Linked DNA regions of Columba livia: region 2 is linked to region 1. A link is a contact called in public Hi-C data. All regions are on one chromosome and are shown on one strand. Each heading gives the region's core, a stretch centred on a gene start, on an enhancer-like site or on the middle of the called end of the contact. The rest is flanking DNA. Distances are from core to core; before and after follow the strand shown. Region 1 holds the start of TMEM43 (transmembrane protein 43). Region 2 overlaps SLC41A3 (solute carrier family 41 member 3).

Evidence for each region. Hi-C and Micro-C count contacts between places; a contact is called where the count stands out from the background.
Region 2: a Hi-C map of crop shows a contact between it and region 1, with 4 times the contacts expected there. The contact joins the enhancer-like site here to the promoter of TMEM43 in region 1. A contact is called at or near these places in 2 of 2 Hi-C or Micro-C datasets (crop and liver).

What each region holds. Positions count from the first base shown.
Region 1 is chr10:19,045,395-19,052,518 of bColLiv1.pat.W.v2, reverse strand. It overlaps TMEM43 (transmembrane protein 43), which reads left to right and starts at 4,188. Exons shown (of 12, transcript XM_005507538.3): 1 at 4,188-4,337; 2 at 5,062-5,211; 3 at 5,937-6,071; 4 at 6,791-6,885. The coding sequence starts at 4,326. CHCHD4 (coiled-coil-helix-coiled-coil-helix domain containing 4) reads right to left here and starts at 4,208. Exons shown (of 3, transcript XM_065075629.1): 1 at 4,079-4,208; 2 at 1,835-1,933. The coding sequence starts at 4,193.
Region 2 is chr10:19,318,797-19,325,920 of bColLiv1.pat.W.v2, reverse strand. SLC41A3 (solute carrier family 41 member 3) reads right to left here. Exons shown (of 13, transcript XM_065075636.1): 2 at 680-807. Among named protein-coding and RNA genes, the nearest start is that of SLC41A3, 13 kb to the right of the region's middle. Within about 2 kb of position 3,955, at least 1 of the 3 cell types and tissues checked has an H3K27ac peak away from gene starts, as active enhancers do.

The sequences.
Region 1 (7,124 bases), core at 2,939-5,438:
TCTCCCTGAATTGCAAGTCTGCAATAGATGGGATTACTATTTTTAATTAAAAATTAACTGAAACTTCTTTCAAATGCAGCCTGAACCTCACTGATCCAGTGGGTCATAATCTACTTGAGCCTGGGCTTGGGGAAGCAAAAACAATTCTGTTTACATCATAGCAAATCAAGGCTTGCATTAGCAATTAACTGCTGACATCACACAACCTAATCACTTGTCTTTGTACTTGCTGTAATGAAGTTGTCCTGTGGTTCTGAGAAGCTTCTTCCCTGTTATATGGCAAAAGTTCCAATAACCAATTTATCTGTCAATGATTCACAATGTAAGATGACATGCACATAGGAAGCACAACTGAAAGGGGCATCATCAGTCATAAAACCCCTCCTGTACATCTGATCATTCATCAAGTTTTTTCTTAAAAGAATTAGGGTTTTTGCTTCAACAATCCTCTGTGGAAACCACTTGAAAACCGTCTCTAAAATAACAGAACAGGAACAAGCCTGGAGAAACAGAGAAAGGAGAGGACAGCAACCATCTGTGTTTGAGGTGCAGTTCCATAAGTTTTACAGCAGGAACGCTATTTCAAAACTGCTGCAAATGAATTCTTAATTTGTTTCCATCAGCCACAGCTGCTAAAAGGTACATACAGTGAACTCATAGATACACTGTAATATGAAATGCTAACTTGAACCTACCTTGCAGAACAATATGGTTCAAATTTAACTACATACCATATCAGCTAAGAAAGTGACCCTGTGTGCTCCAGCTGTGAACTGTGCTTAAATACTGCCCTCTACAGGTCACAGAGCCACCTGCATAACTTTCACTTTCAAAATTTCAAAAAGGGTGAAGCATTTACTTCTATCTAAGCTGAGGTGAAAGCAGTGAGACCACTTCACACAAAAAGGCTAAAAGATATATAAGCATAAAGGCAATTAGGAGAAAAAAAAACAAAACAAACAAATTCACAGATGTTCATGACAATTAGTCAACATAGGGCAAAATTTATTTAATCATCACGATAGGAAGATTATTTCATTTACCCATTAGGAACAACGTAAAATATGCTCTGTGCAATCAGAACGTTACAAGTCTTGATCTCAGAAATATTCTGCTCTCTTAAAGGTTAGATATACTTCATACAAGAACTGTAATCTTCACTGAAAATTTAACTTACTATTTTCAAGGCAAGATGGTTACAACTGAAAACTGAGTAATTTGAACTTATCTGTCACATACCACTGAAAGATATTACTACCAGTTATTGATTATGTTGCTACTAGTATAGTACAGGATTGGTCAGATATAATTGTTGTTAAAATGCATATTCAGAGATCACCAAATTAAGCAATTTCTGCTGCATGCAGACAGGTGAGCAACTCCCATCAATGACACTGGTACGTAACTCACTTCAGCTTCTGTGAAAATTGCAATTCGTCATTTAAAACAGCGAAAAAACAACTATAAATTTCACTGGTTAAGCTCTAACTTTATTAATAAAAGAAAGGAAGGAAAGGTTTTTTCTGGCTATCTCTGGCTACTAACCAAAACTACAAGCCATCAACTGATGCATTTGAACAGACCACGTTGAAAGATCATGGAAAATGTTGAAAAAGAAAAATAATCACTCTAACAGAAGCATGTTCTTTGTGATGTCTTATTTTGGAAGGTAAAACTTCTGAGAGTTTGGGTGTTTATCTACTGAAAAAACAGCTGCCCTCAGTCTTTAAAAAGGAATAATTTGTTCCTACTTCATACAAGGTTTTTTGTTAGAATTGTTAGAACATGATATATGTAACATAACACTCCTTCAGTTCTTCTACTTACTACTGACCTTGTTCTTCATAAGGGTCATCAGGGTCATCTGCAACCAGCTCAGCACTGCTGGGTGTCTCATGGTCCTCCTTGGTTGCAAATATAATTCTGTCTTTTCCTACCATATAAGAGACAACAAGCAAAATTTCAGAGAAAGCCAAGACACAAGTCATTTATAAACCTGCTGAACACCACAAGGTAATGAGATAGTATGATGCATTAATATTAACAGTGAATGAGTTCTGTTGTACTTGTCAATCACCTTCAATCAGAACAGTTGTGGGTTCAGAAGAACACGTACACAACCGAAATTCTATTCTTCTAAAGCTCCTATTTCCACAGCAACATACTGTACTAGCTGTAGATCACAGTGTAGTTCATTGAACTGTGAAATTAAAAAACTGTTTCTAAACAAGCTCAAAGTACTCCAGGACTAACCTGGACCAAGGGGTTAGACAAAAATAAAAGGCAGAGTGAAAGAAAAGCTACACTAAGTTACAGGAAAGTGTTCAATAGGATACTTTTTAATAATAGTACCCTCTATTAAAGACTAGTGTAATATTTTCCAGTAATTATCTGAATTAAATACTGAAGAGGACCTTAACAGTGTAAAACTAACTGTGTTGAAAGCTACTATGAACATTACCAAAGACAGAAAAACAACTCAGCATATCTTGATTTAACAAAGTTCTGTGGCTGCGTTGGGGGAAGCTGGTCTGGAAACCTGAGCAGTTTTCTAACAGCTTTGTGAAACTATGAAGAACACTGAGGCAGACACAGCAGAAAAGAACAGCTGGCTGGAACTCTTCTGAAAACACAACTGAGTGTTAATTGAGTGGAAAAAAAAATGGTGAGCTGCTCAAGAACTTCCTTTCATTCTCCAAATTCAAAAAGGCCACTACAGTGACTCGGCATATTAGAAATTAGTATCTTCTTGTCCCTCAATGTGACCTCAACTAGCACATGTTCAGCAATTCCCTTTACTTTGCTCAGCAACCAATATGCATTTAAACATGTCTGAGAAAACAGATAAAACGAAGCCCTTTTTAAAAGGTTAGCAGTTTCCTGTCAACTCTGCATAGCACTCCAACAAACTTCACAATGTAGACTGCCCAATCATTATACAGAATATACGTCTAGAAATATTTAAACTCCAACCTCTGTCACTGTAATTTCACAGGGTGCCATAAGACAGCTTACAGATCTCACAAAGATCCAAGATGTTGTTAAAATAAAAAAACTAAAAATATAAATGTCCATAGGTCATAACCACCTCGCCACAGTTTACAATCAACAGTCAGTGTGCCAAAGTTTTTAATTTCCAAGTGGCATTTAGAGCTATAGTATGGCTTTTTTCCAGTTTGAAACTTTACTTTTTGTCACTGTACGTTAATTAACGGGGTGGGGGGGAGGCACGGATCTCCCAGGATACGAAGTGGTCAAGCCTCACATATACAACCCATATAACACTTCGCATCGATACAGATATATAACATCCCTACTCTACTCACCTTGTCCACCTACAGTGTTTGCCTTAAAAAGTTTAAAAAAAGGAAAAAAAACAACAACAAAAAAAAACACAAAACAAAAAGCCAACCACAAACCACACCTCTGGCCACTTAGTCTAACTCGGTAGAAATGTAACCCCTGCGGGAGGATTCCGCCCCAACAGCTCAGCCGCCCCATCGCGGAGCCGGGCGGGCTGAACTCCGCGCCCCGCGGTGCGCATTTCGCGGCCATTTCGCGGGGATGTTTCAACACCCTGCAGGGCAGCATCTCCTCACCCCGCCCGGCCCAGGGGCACCCGCGGGCCCCTGAACGCCCTCTCACGCCTCACGGCCCAAACCGCCTTCCCGCCTCCCGTGAGGAGAAAGGTCGGAGGCAGCAGTCGAAGCAGCTCCTCCCGCCGCCACACGCAGCCCGCGGCCTCTCCTCCCCTCAGGCTGCGCCTTCCCCTCAGGGGCTGAGGTGAGCGGACAGCCGCCCCACATCGCTCCCCCGTCCCATAAACGCCTCATGGAGAGCACGCCCGGCCTGTCCCCGCGGCGTGACATTGGGGGGACACCCGTGCGCACCTTCTTGCCTGCAGTAGGACATGGCGGAGCCGTGCGGTGCCTGGCGGCGCGCGCGCACACTGACCCCCGCCGCCCGCTCCGCTCTTCCTCTACCGCCGCCACAGCACCGGGCAGCAGCGCGCTGCTCCACGCGGTGACCCCCCGCCTCCGGAAGCGCCTTCCCTGCCCGCCGGCGGCCGCTGACGCACCTCCTGCCGATGGCGGCCCGAGAGAGGGAGCTACCCGCTCCGTGAGGCGCTGGACTACAACTCCCAGAATGCCCCGCGCACGGCCATGTCCGGGAGGAACTACATGTCCCGGCATGCATTGCGCGGCGGCGGGCGCGCCGGGTGAGCCCTGGGGCGGAGGGCGCGGCTGCGGCTTCGGCTTCGGGGTTCTTGCGGTGGCTGCTGCGGGCTCTCCGGGGTGGTACTCGGCGAGGGCAAGAGGCTCAAGATGTCGAGGAATGTAAGTGCGGCTTGGGCTGGTCCTGGCGTTACTCCGCGGTGCGTGTGGCGGGTCCCTGCGTCGGCCTGTTCCCGCTCGCTGAGGCGAGGGGCCCTGCGCAGCGGGGCCGCTGTCCCAGCCCGCCTCACGTCCTGAGGCGATCAAAAGAGAATCCTCAAACCCCTGTCTTGGCTGCGTGTGCTAATCTGAAGTTACTTCTTGGTTATTTCCCACAGCCAGTGTACACAGAGATAACCCCTGGGGGTTTCATGCTTTAACATGGCACTGGCCAGGACGACAATTTTGTTTTAAGTTATCTCGTCTTGTTGCTCTAGATGCAATTATTTTAAAGTATGCAGGCACTTACCATCGGGGAGGTAACATGGTACTTGTTATTTATAGCTATGTTTCAGTCAGTCTGGAATTCAGGAGTATTACTCAGTTTGTCAGGGGCTGGATGTGGGGTGTGGACACCAAATAGGGAACCTAGAGACAGACTGAAAAAAGCTTGAAGGAACATGTTGAACAACTGTCATTGCAATTGTTTTTTCCGTTAGGCTTGAGTTCTATTTATTGACTGTGTTTCCAGTATCAAAAGTGTAATGAGGCATTTAATAAGTGTAGGAAAGTTTTGGTCCAAGGCAAGAAGTGCTACTTTGTAAAGCAGCAGTATTACCAAAGCTAAAAGACATATTTTGCCTTTCCCTGTAATCCAAATATTGCCTTTTGGGTTTATCTCCAACAGTTCTCTGACACAGGCAGCAGAAAAGAACATGTCAAAGTCACAAGTGAGGCCAAACCGGGGTTCCTGGAGAGGCTCAGCGAGACTTCTGGAGGCATGTTGATAGGACTTGTGACATTTCTTCTGTCTTTCTACGTTCTTTTTACCAATGAAGTAAGTGAAATACTGTCAGTGTTTATGCACAGCTTTAAAATGTCACAGCTGAGGTGATGTTCAACTAGTTTTGTGTTTATACGCTTACTAAAATGGTCATGTCAAGTATTTATTACTCCACACATAAGAAATGAATGCTATGTTTGGAGAACCTGGTGCTTATACTTGGGATATAACAGAGAGTAAAATCATTGGGCCACAGACAGTCTTTTTGTAGAACTGAGCGTGGTAGAGACTCTGGCAGCGTGTGATGAGAGATAAGATCCAAAACCTGTGAGCTGGTGCAGAAAGAGCCTGTAGTATCACTGAAAGAGGGTGGCATGAGCCAGACATGTTCCAGTCTTTTCTCTTTTCTTGGGATAACATAACATCCTCATTTCTAGTGTTGTTATAACTGTGTTAAAGGAATTCATGCTCTACGTGGCAAAACTGTTATATTATGTCTCGTGTTTTAGACTGAAAAAATGATTAGATTAAGTAGGGAATCCTAACACCCTACTGTTGCAAACATACACACTTTTGGCAGTTTTGGAGTAGGGGAGCAGAATTCTGTGAATTTTCACTTAAGACTTCCTTTTATACCTCTAAAGAGGAAAAATTACTACTACAAATTTCAGTGACTTTGCAGGAAAAAGCACACTGTAATAGGATGGTAAGGTAAGGAAAACTGCCAAGTTCTGTGCCATCGATTCTTCACAACTTGATTTTGCTTTTCTTACTTGCAGGGGCGAGCTTTAAGGACAGCCAAATCTCTTGATGAGGGACTTTCTCTTGTGATCCCTCTTGATAACATCCACAGTGTGTCTCAGCAGAATGAAGGGAGATTGGTGCACTTAGCTGGCGCTTTGAGTACGTCTAAGGTAAATAAAATAATATCTTAAAAATGTATTTCAGGCTTGGAGGGAAGGAAATAAAAGTATTTGCCAATTAAAATTATGTTTGATATCCAGGGAGAAGACATGTAGCTTCTCTCCTCCCCTGCAAGCATTGCCAGCTACCACCCAAAATTTGGTTCTTGGCCTGGAATCGGGGAGATGCTCTACAGCTTTGAGCTCCCTACTCCTAAGCAACATGCTGCCTCTGCCTGTATTTACCTTCCCACTGCCTTTGGTGGATAATTTCAATCCCCTTTGTATAGGCAACCTGTTGCATGTTCAAGATACTGTAAAGTCTTTAGGCTCTTGGAGTACAGAGGCTCTGCAAGTTATGACTTTTCAGTAGTGATGATGTTTTCCATGGTCAGTTTGCATTGCAGAAGGTTACACAGCAGCTTCCAGCAAAATAAAATCTCCCCCTGATTTAAACAGTTAAACCTGTGTGCCATTAGCCAGCATTTCTGCTTTTATTCTTCACTGTGGCAATAATTTTTGATGATGATTCTTTAGGTCAGACTTACCAGTGATATAAGGAGATGCTCTTTTTTGTCTTTTGTAACATTTATTCTATATTCAACTGTGTGTAATGTAGAATTAACTATGTACAGTGAGGTATGTAAATGGGTTTGATAATAAAGCACAGTGTTTGAGTTTGTGAGGTATAGCATTTATCCTGACTTGTATTTTCTTTAATTTTTAAATAGCCTTTGTTTGATCCCAGCTATGGCGTCTCCATCCAGGCTGTCAAACTTAAGCGTAATGTGGAAATGTACCAATGGGTAGAATATGAAGAGTCCACGTAAGTGAAAGAAATCCTTATGAGTTGTTTGTAAAGCTGTTGTATTAACAGGATCCATCACATTTTCTTTTCTCACCCCCCAAAAGATCTAACAAATCTTTATGGCAGGGGAATTCTAGAGCTCTTGGGTTTTTTTAGAGAGTTGCTTGAATTTCCTTGGAGTCATCAGGTCTTGTAGATGGCCAATGCTGCAGAATTTGCATCTGATAAGATTTGGGTAACATCCGAAGCGCTTTTTC
Region 2 (7,124 bases), core at 2,706-5,205, 270 kb before region 1:
CACTCAGCTTGTTAAGATTTGAGGAGCATGTCGCTACGTAAATCCCTTTGGGCAGCTGGGCACCCCTCCAATGCACAGATTTCCCTCGCTGCTAATGAATCAGCCTCTTTTTGCTAACTTACCTCCAAAGCTCGTTTACTTGGAAACCAAGGGAGCTTAGGGAACAGGGCTCTCTCCGTGCATAACAATGACCTATTTTAGATACTTTTCCTCACGTGGTCATGGACAAGGGGCAGCGAGAGTGTTTCTATCCAAGAGGCATTTCCTGGAATCAGTCCTAAACAATGCCGGGCCATTTCCATTTTGAGACCTGACATTTCGTGGTGCCAATGCCTTCACACAGCAGAAAATACCAGTGCAAGCCAGGGATGGGATCCAGCTGCCTCATTCCACGGATGTGCACCCAGGCCCTCTGCGTACGTGGTGATTATTCTCACAAACAGGCCCATTCCCACACAAACTGATAACACAGAACGGGAACACCTCACAGCGCTCCCAGAGCAAGATGGTAAATAAGACCAAGGGCATGTTTTCCACATCTGGGTATATTTACATCGCTTGGCTTTCCCAGGTATTACAAGCAATATAATCCATTCTTCCCCACCAAGCGCTGTGCTGCTAGACCGCTACCCACATGGAATTAGTGGCATAGCTCTGTATGACTGCAGGATGGACTCACCTGGTACCCCAACAGGGAATGCTTGAAAATAGGAAATGTTTCACATGCCATCTTGTCTCTGAGACGTAGGCTGCTTCCTGAGACCGAGAAGAAGCCAAACACATCATGGTGTTCCCACAGTTAGTGTCCTGAGGCAAAACAAAAGGAACAAACATGTTATAATGCACTAATTTTGTATCATACTTAAACCCCCAAACTCACCATCCTGAGTACAAGACTCAGCTCCCAGACTGGAACCCTGTGGTTTGTGCTCACCTGTGGTTGATACCATGCAAGGCCAAGAAGGACCCTTTTCCCATGTGAGTCAAAGGATACAGCATGTCTTTCAATTAAGTCCTGGTTGAGCTGCAGCATTCCTGTTAGATAAGTACCTGATCTACAAAAAAACCCAACCACACAAACAACAACCAGTGATGGGAGAGAATCACCACAAGGGTTAAGAACTCATCCACTATGCCCTTCTTCATGAGGCTGAATTTGACCAGTTTCAGCTTACAGCCCCTGCACACAGTTACATCTTTCTGACTATAGAAGCTCATATCCAAACTGCCCTTTCCCTCCTTGTGGTTCTCCTTGAGTCCCTCATCTTTAGGGAAGCAGATCAGCTCCCACTCACTCATGTGGCTCTCCTCAATGTCACCCCAATTAACTAACATCTGCCCATAAACTGTCAACGCAACTGGATAGCAGGTTAATTTGAAGAGATTTGGTTTTTTCTTAAATAAATATTCACTGCTGCTAATTACCCAGTTATTTTCATTGATGAGTCACCTCTAGGCTGCTCTGTTATTCTGACTAACACCACTTTATCAGCTCTCTGAAGCAGTGATTCGTGGCACAGCCTTCTTCCCATTGTCCTGGAACAACCCTGTTCTTTGCTGCTTCTGCAGGGTCTGTTTCTCACCATCACCGACAGCTGAGGCTACTGAGTAAGAAGGTGAGAAATAATTAAACAAATAAGCTTTCCTAGCTACCAAGTAGTTACTCAATCTGCTTCATCTCCCAGATTTACTCATGGCAACATCAAATATGCTCTGTTCAGCTAATACAATTTTTATTATTAAAAAGGAAGTAATCTTCCTGACCCTCAAAAATTCAATAAGATAACATGAAGAATGAGTCTCCTCAGCGTGCTTAATTTAATATAACCACACCTTTGCTAAGAAACAAGATGGCTGTAAGAGGAGCATCATTTCTGCCATTCAGTTCTGCCCGGGAATGATGCTTCAAAGTAAGGCAGTGATCCTTTCACTACATGTTTTTTGTAGCTGATAAAATAAACCACTCAGCATTGCAGAAGGTTGGGCACCACTGAATATGTTCAGAGCCATGTCATTGTCCCCAAGGAAGAGGAATAAAAATCATCTGGCATCCTTTCCCCATAGGTAAATGTCTCTTACTTAAGAGGAATTAAATTTAGATAGTTATTCCTTAGGGCACAGCTATGCTGAAGAGAAAATTAAGTGACTCACAAACGATCATTTTGAAACATCTTTCTGGTTTGTTAGGATATTTCCTCAGGCAACTGTTTCATTCCTGCCTTTTGCTGATCTGTATTATGAATCTTTGCATTTGATTTCTTACCTGTTTGCTGCTGCAAATAACAGTAAACATTCCTGTCTGAACTTTTTCCAGAAAAGCTGAATCTTTCTGGAGAAAGGGTCTGGGAAGTCCAAGCAATATTGTTTAGCAAAACAAGGTATACAGGTCTAAATAGCAGAGGGAATTAGTCAAGAGAAGAAGAAACCGCCTCAGTCCCAAGTTACCAACTGTGGTTGTATCCAGCCCAGTGATGGCTGGGAATCATTAGGAGCTCAGGATTGCCTGGTGGCATCTGGAATAAGTTGTTGGTCTCAGTCCCACACTGCATCAGCTGTTTTGGGGGATGCACACTTCAAAGTAGGTTTGTCTAAGTATTTCCCATGGCTGGGAAGTCACTACATGCACCCAGCCAGGCACTGCGGTAGCTGCGATGCCCATGTGCAAACAGCTGGATGCAGACAACAGCTAGATGCAGATGCTTTGCTCACAGCTGCTTCTGGAGCTGCCTGGCCTGACAACACAGTGTCTCTGGAATCAGTCTTCTGCCCCAATAGCAAAAGGGCACAAAACACTGTGAGAGAAGAGCTGTCAACGATGGGTGCAGACTGAAGGAATAAAGCTTGTTACGAAGAAAATGTCCCAGCTCCAGCCTGGGTAAATTACATTCTTCAAATTTTCAATTCCATTGCTTCTTCAAAAGGTACGCAGTGCTGATCTCTCTACCCTGTTGCAAACTGCTGTGCCAGGCTGTGACAAAGCGCTGCTGTAACATTCAGTCCCAGACACGGGTACATTCCAGGAGCAGGGGATGCTATTTCTGTGTGTTTCCTTCTACCCAGACCAGCTGAGCTTGTTTTGAACCTGACTTTCTGTTTGTGAAAGACTTTGGGGATACTTGGCTAAAAATTATACACAGATCTCCCTTTACAACTTGGGTTGTGTTCCCCTGTGGTACATCTGAAGAAAATGAGATACAAGGAGTTCTGTCTAACTTAGGCAAAGCTACAGAGCACTCCATGCAGAAAAACAACATTTACATTGTTTAAACTCTGTAGCCCCCTTCCATTATTCCCTGACCTCTTCTTGTCCAGTTCCTTCTTCTTAATAATGAGGAACATCTTTCCAGGCTCAGACTCTGAGATCTCATCCTGACACGGTGAGACCAGATACCCTGTCAAACTAGCTTAGAAATGTTATTACATGCAAGTATACAAATGTAACATTACAACACCAGATAGAAATATCATTCTAGGAAATCTTGGCTTTTTTTCATTTGTAGCCTGGATAAGGGGAAAAGACAGTATGTTCTTGCATGTCACCACTCATTTTGTGCATGGAAACACTGGGCTCCTGAATGCAAGAAGTGCATGTGTCGGTCAAGAGCCTGCCCAGGGCTATACAGACCATGTGCTGCCTCTAAGTCTCATACCAACACGCTGAGAGGAGCCACCACATGCCTTGGCTTTTCAGGAATCCACACCCTCAATATCACCCAAACCTCCCTGTGCCTCCGACCACAAGCAGAACTCTTGCTTCCCTCTATTAGCAGCGAGTGGTTTCTATTAGACTCAAAGCCCTTCTGATTCAGAAGCAATGAGAAGTCGCAGCACAAGATATACACTAAAATCACTATTTAAATTGTTTATTGAAAGCTCTGCTAGGACCCTGAAGACTATTGGCACTGCCACGCTCTTCAGAGGCAGCGTGGTCCAGCTGTTGGGAAAGCAAGTTTGGAGGAAGCAAGGCAAGGCTCACATTGACATGTGCTGCTAGTCTGGGCAGCACTTCAGTCTCCAGTGTCTCAGTCTTGTCATTTAGGCTACCAGGATAATTGCAATTAACAATGCAACATGTTCTGTGGTAAAGCTTTCTCAAACACTTGGGTGAAAGAAGCTGCAGACACACAACAGATTGCATTTATGGATTTATGGAGCTGCTGCCACAAATAGGACCTAAACCAGCTTTGATATCTTAAGGAGAGCTCTATTTATGTATCTGTGTGCTAAGCAAAAAAACCCAGAGTCCTTGAAATGACAGACGAAGAGGTTTCTCTGCTTGGAGATCCTGGCTAATGACAAGAACCATCCTGCTGAGCATCGTGCGTTTAATAATCCCTTGTGCCAGCAGAGAGAGACGCTGGTGAATGGACCCTGTGCTGCCTGGAAATTCTGAGCTGGCAGCAAAGCAGTTCGGAGTAACAAGAACCATAATAGGTATGTGGGCCCCAAGCTTTCCATATTTGTGACGAGCTGTTTGGAGCCCACAGCAGCGACGTTAGCAGCACGTTATATCTTGTGATCTGCTCTATAATAATAAGCCTGAACAGTCGTTGACATTAAGACCAGGGGGAAATGGTTTGCAGCGTGTGGTCGGGGATGAAGGTAACAATTTAATGAGCTTTTGGAGAATTTGCACCCTCCCAGAAAACTCTTGGCTGTGAATGAGCATTAAAACAACTTCCTTCCCACCTATAACACCAAGGGACTATCACTCCTACTGAACAAATACCAGGTCACAAAACTGAAAACACAAAACAAGAGGGAGTCTTGCACAGGTATAAAAAGATCTTGCTGACACTCTCCTTACTTTTTAAAATCACTATATAATCAAATATTTTTCATTAACTTGAGCTGGTTGGGCCCTTCAAAAGTCCTCTGAAGCTTTTTCAAGCAAACTAGCTTAAAAAAAAAAGGTTAATGCTTCAACATTACTTCCACAAACAGAGCGCCTCCTAAAACATCTCTTTAATGCTGCAGACAGTCACTGTCTTGTCCCTGCCAAAATCTACCTACAGCTGTGGCTGCGGATGTACCAGAAGCCTCCCTTCTCCTCTCTTGTCCGCTTAAACACCTTTTGGGATTTTTTGCTTTATTTTGTTGTCCATTAATACACTAGTTTAATTACCTATGCTGAAGTGCTAAACAAGCATCCAGAAAGACATGGGAGATTGCACTTCAGCTTAGCAAGAGCTTCCAGACTACAGAGATGATGAAGCATTAGGCCAGTACACCTCCAATAATGGAGATCTTTGAAGGCATAAACATCTACACACAGGTAGCTGCAGCCAAAGATGGATGAGATGGCTTTCGAAGTTCCTTTCCTACTCCACAATCAGTTAACTAGCTATGATAAATATTGACTAGTTACGTCCTGAAAGTAATAAACTGTCAATATTGGGAGATACATCCTTGGGTATTCTATAAACCGCAGTTAATTTCTCATTCTTGGACACTCAGTTGAGTTGCTCTGGTTTACTGAGCATATCAGCTGAGCTACATAAATCTCTGCTTTTCACAGATAAGTGGGAAAATGTGAGTTGTAAGCACTGTTAACCCAGCGTAACTGGACTAATGTCTAAAGCTTCTGACTGCATAGGTCAAAATTGAAACAGGCTGGATCAAACCCATTAGACATTAGGCAGGTAAGAGAGTCAGAGGGCAATTCATCTTAAACACTTCTCTTCAGATGGGACCCACTTAAAGTGCTTATTTTTGCTGACTAGGGAAAGAATGTGCCTTAAACATCAACTTTTAAAAGGCAGTAATTAGACAATATGAATCTTCGGAAAAATCTTCAGCACTAAACAAAGCATCACTGCCCACCTCTGCTCATACACGAGGAAGGCTTTTGTCACAAGCCACAGTGACCGAGTGGTTTCTGGCTTCAACGAAGCCTGCGGCTGTGGAGCAAGTTTGGTTTCCTCTCATCTGGCTAACAACTGTTTTGGTGTAACTACTCATCTCAGCGCTGCAGTGTTTCACAGCAACACTGGGAGAGCTGCTCCAGCAAAACCTGACCAGCATTTGCCTGCATTAAAACCTTAATCCTGGAAGTTTACACAATAAGTGTCTTGGCTCACTGGGTCTAGCGCATGTGCCAATGGACACTGCGCAAGTAGATGCTGAAATCTGAGTGCTAAGTATTCATTTCCCCATGCTCGCTATGTTATATCCAATGGTCCTTTTAAAGTAAGGAAAAGGTAAAGCATACAATGAGGTATACTGATACGGCTTGGTAGAGTTTGCCAGCATGAAATAAATCTAGATCACTGACTCTTCCTTGTCCCCTTGCTGTTTTGCTTGCCAGTATCTGCCCAACATCCTGCCCTGTTCCAGCCAGCAGAAAGTTCTCTGTCTGCCTCTGCCTAGTGGCCTGAGGCCTTTTTCTGTTCAGTGCAGGGAGTGATGCTTTGCATTTACTCTTCAGTGCATCCCTGTGGAGCACCTACTAGAGCGTGGACTGGACTGGAGCAATCCCCAAGTGCCCCTTGCACCATCTGCAGCTCAACACCAACAGGAGGCTATTCTAGATATATCAGAGCCTGGTTTAGATGACTTCAAATAGCCTTCTAAATCTCAGTAAAGTCTAGCTTCATCCATCCCCTTTTCTTCCTTTAACAGGCCATTTGCACTGATTTCTTGAGCGGTAGTCAATTCACAGCCATCTCCTCTCTGAAACTCTACTGCTGTTCGCTGCTTCTTTTCCCTTTCTGCTTCTTTTCCCTTCTCCTCCCAACAGGGTGTGTAACAGAAAATGATCATGTTATAGCTGAGTCCTGAGCACTCTGGCTGGGGGCAGAAAGATGTCATGGCTTCATGGCAATTACTATAATCAGAGAGACTCATGGTAATTTAAATTAAGACCATTGTAAAAGATATCCTCATAGCTCCCATACAAATAGAGGACTTGCTCCAGAAAGTTTTGGATGTGATTCCCCAGCCTATGTTATGCAGGTCAGAGGATTTGGTCATAACGGTCCCTTCTGGCCTCAACATCTAATAATCTATGAATCATGTCATTTAGCCCCATGACCTGGTCTCCATTATGTCACTAGCGTTTTCCAAAACAAAGCAAGGGGCCCTATCTTCTCTTGCAGAATGGAAAGAACAGAAAATCAAGGCAA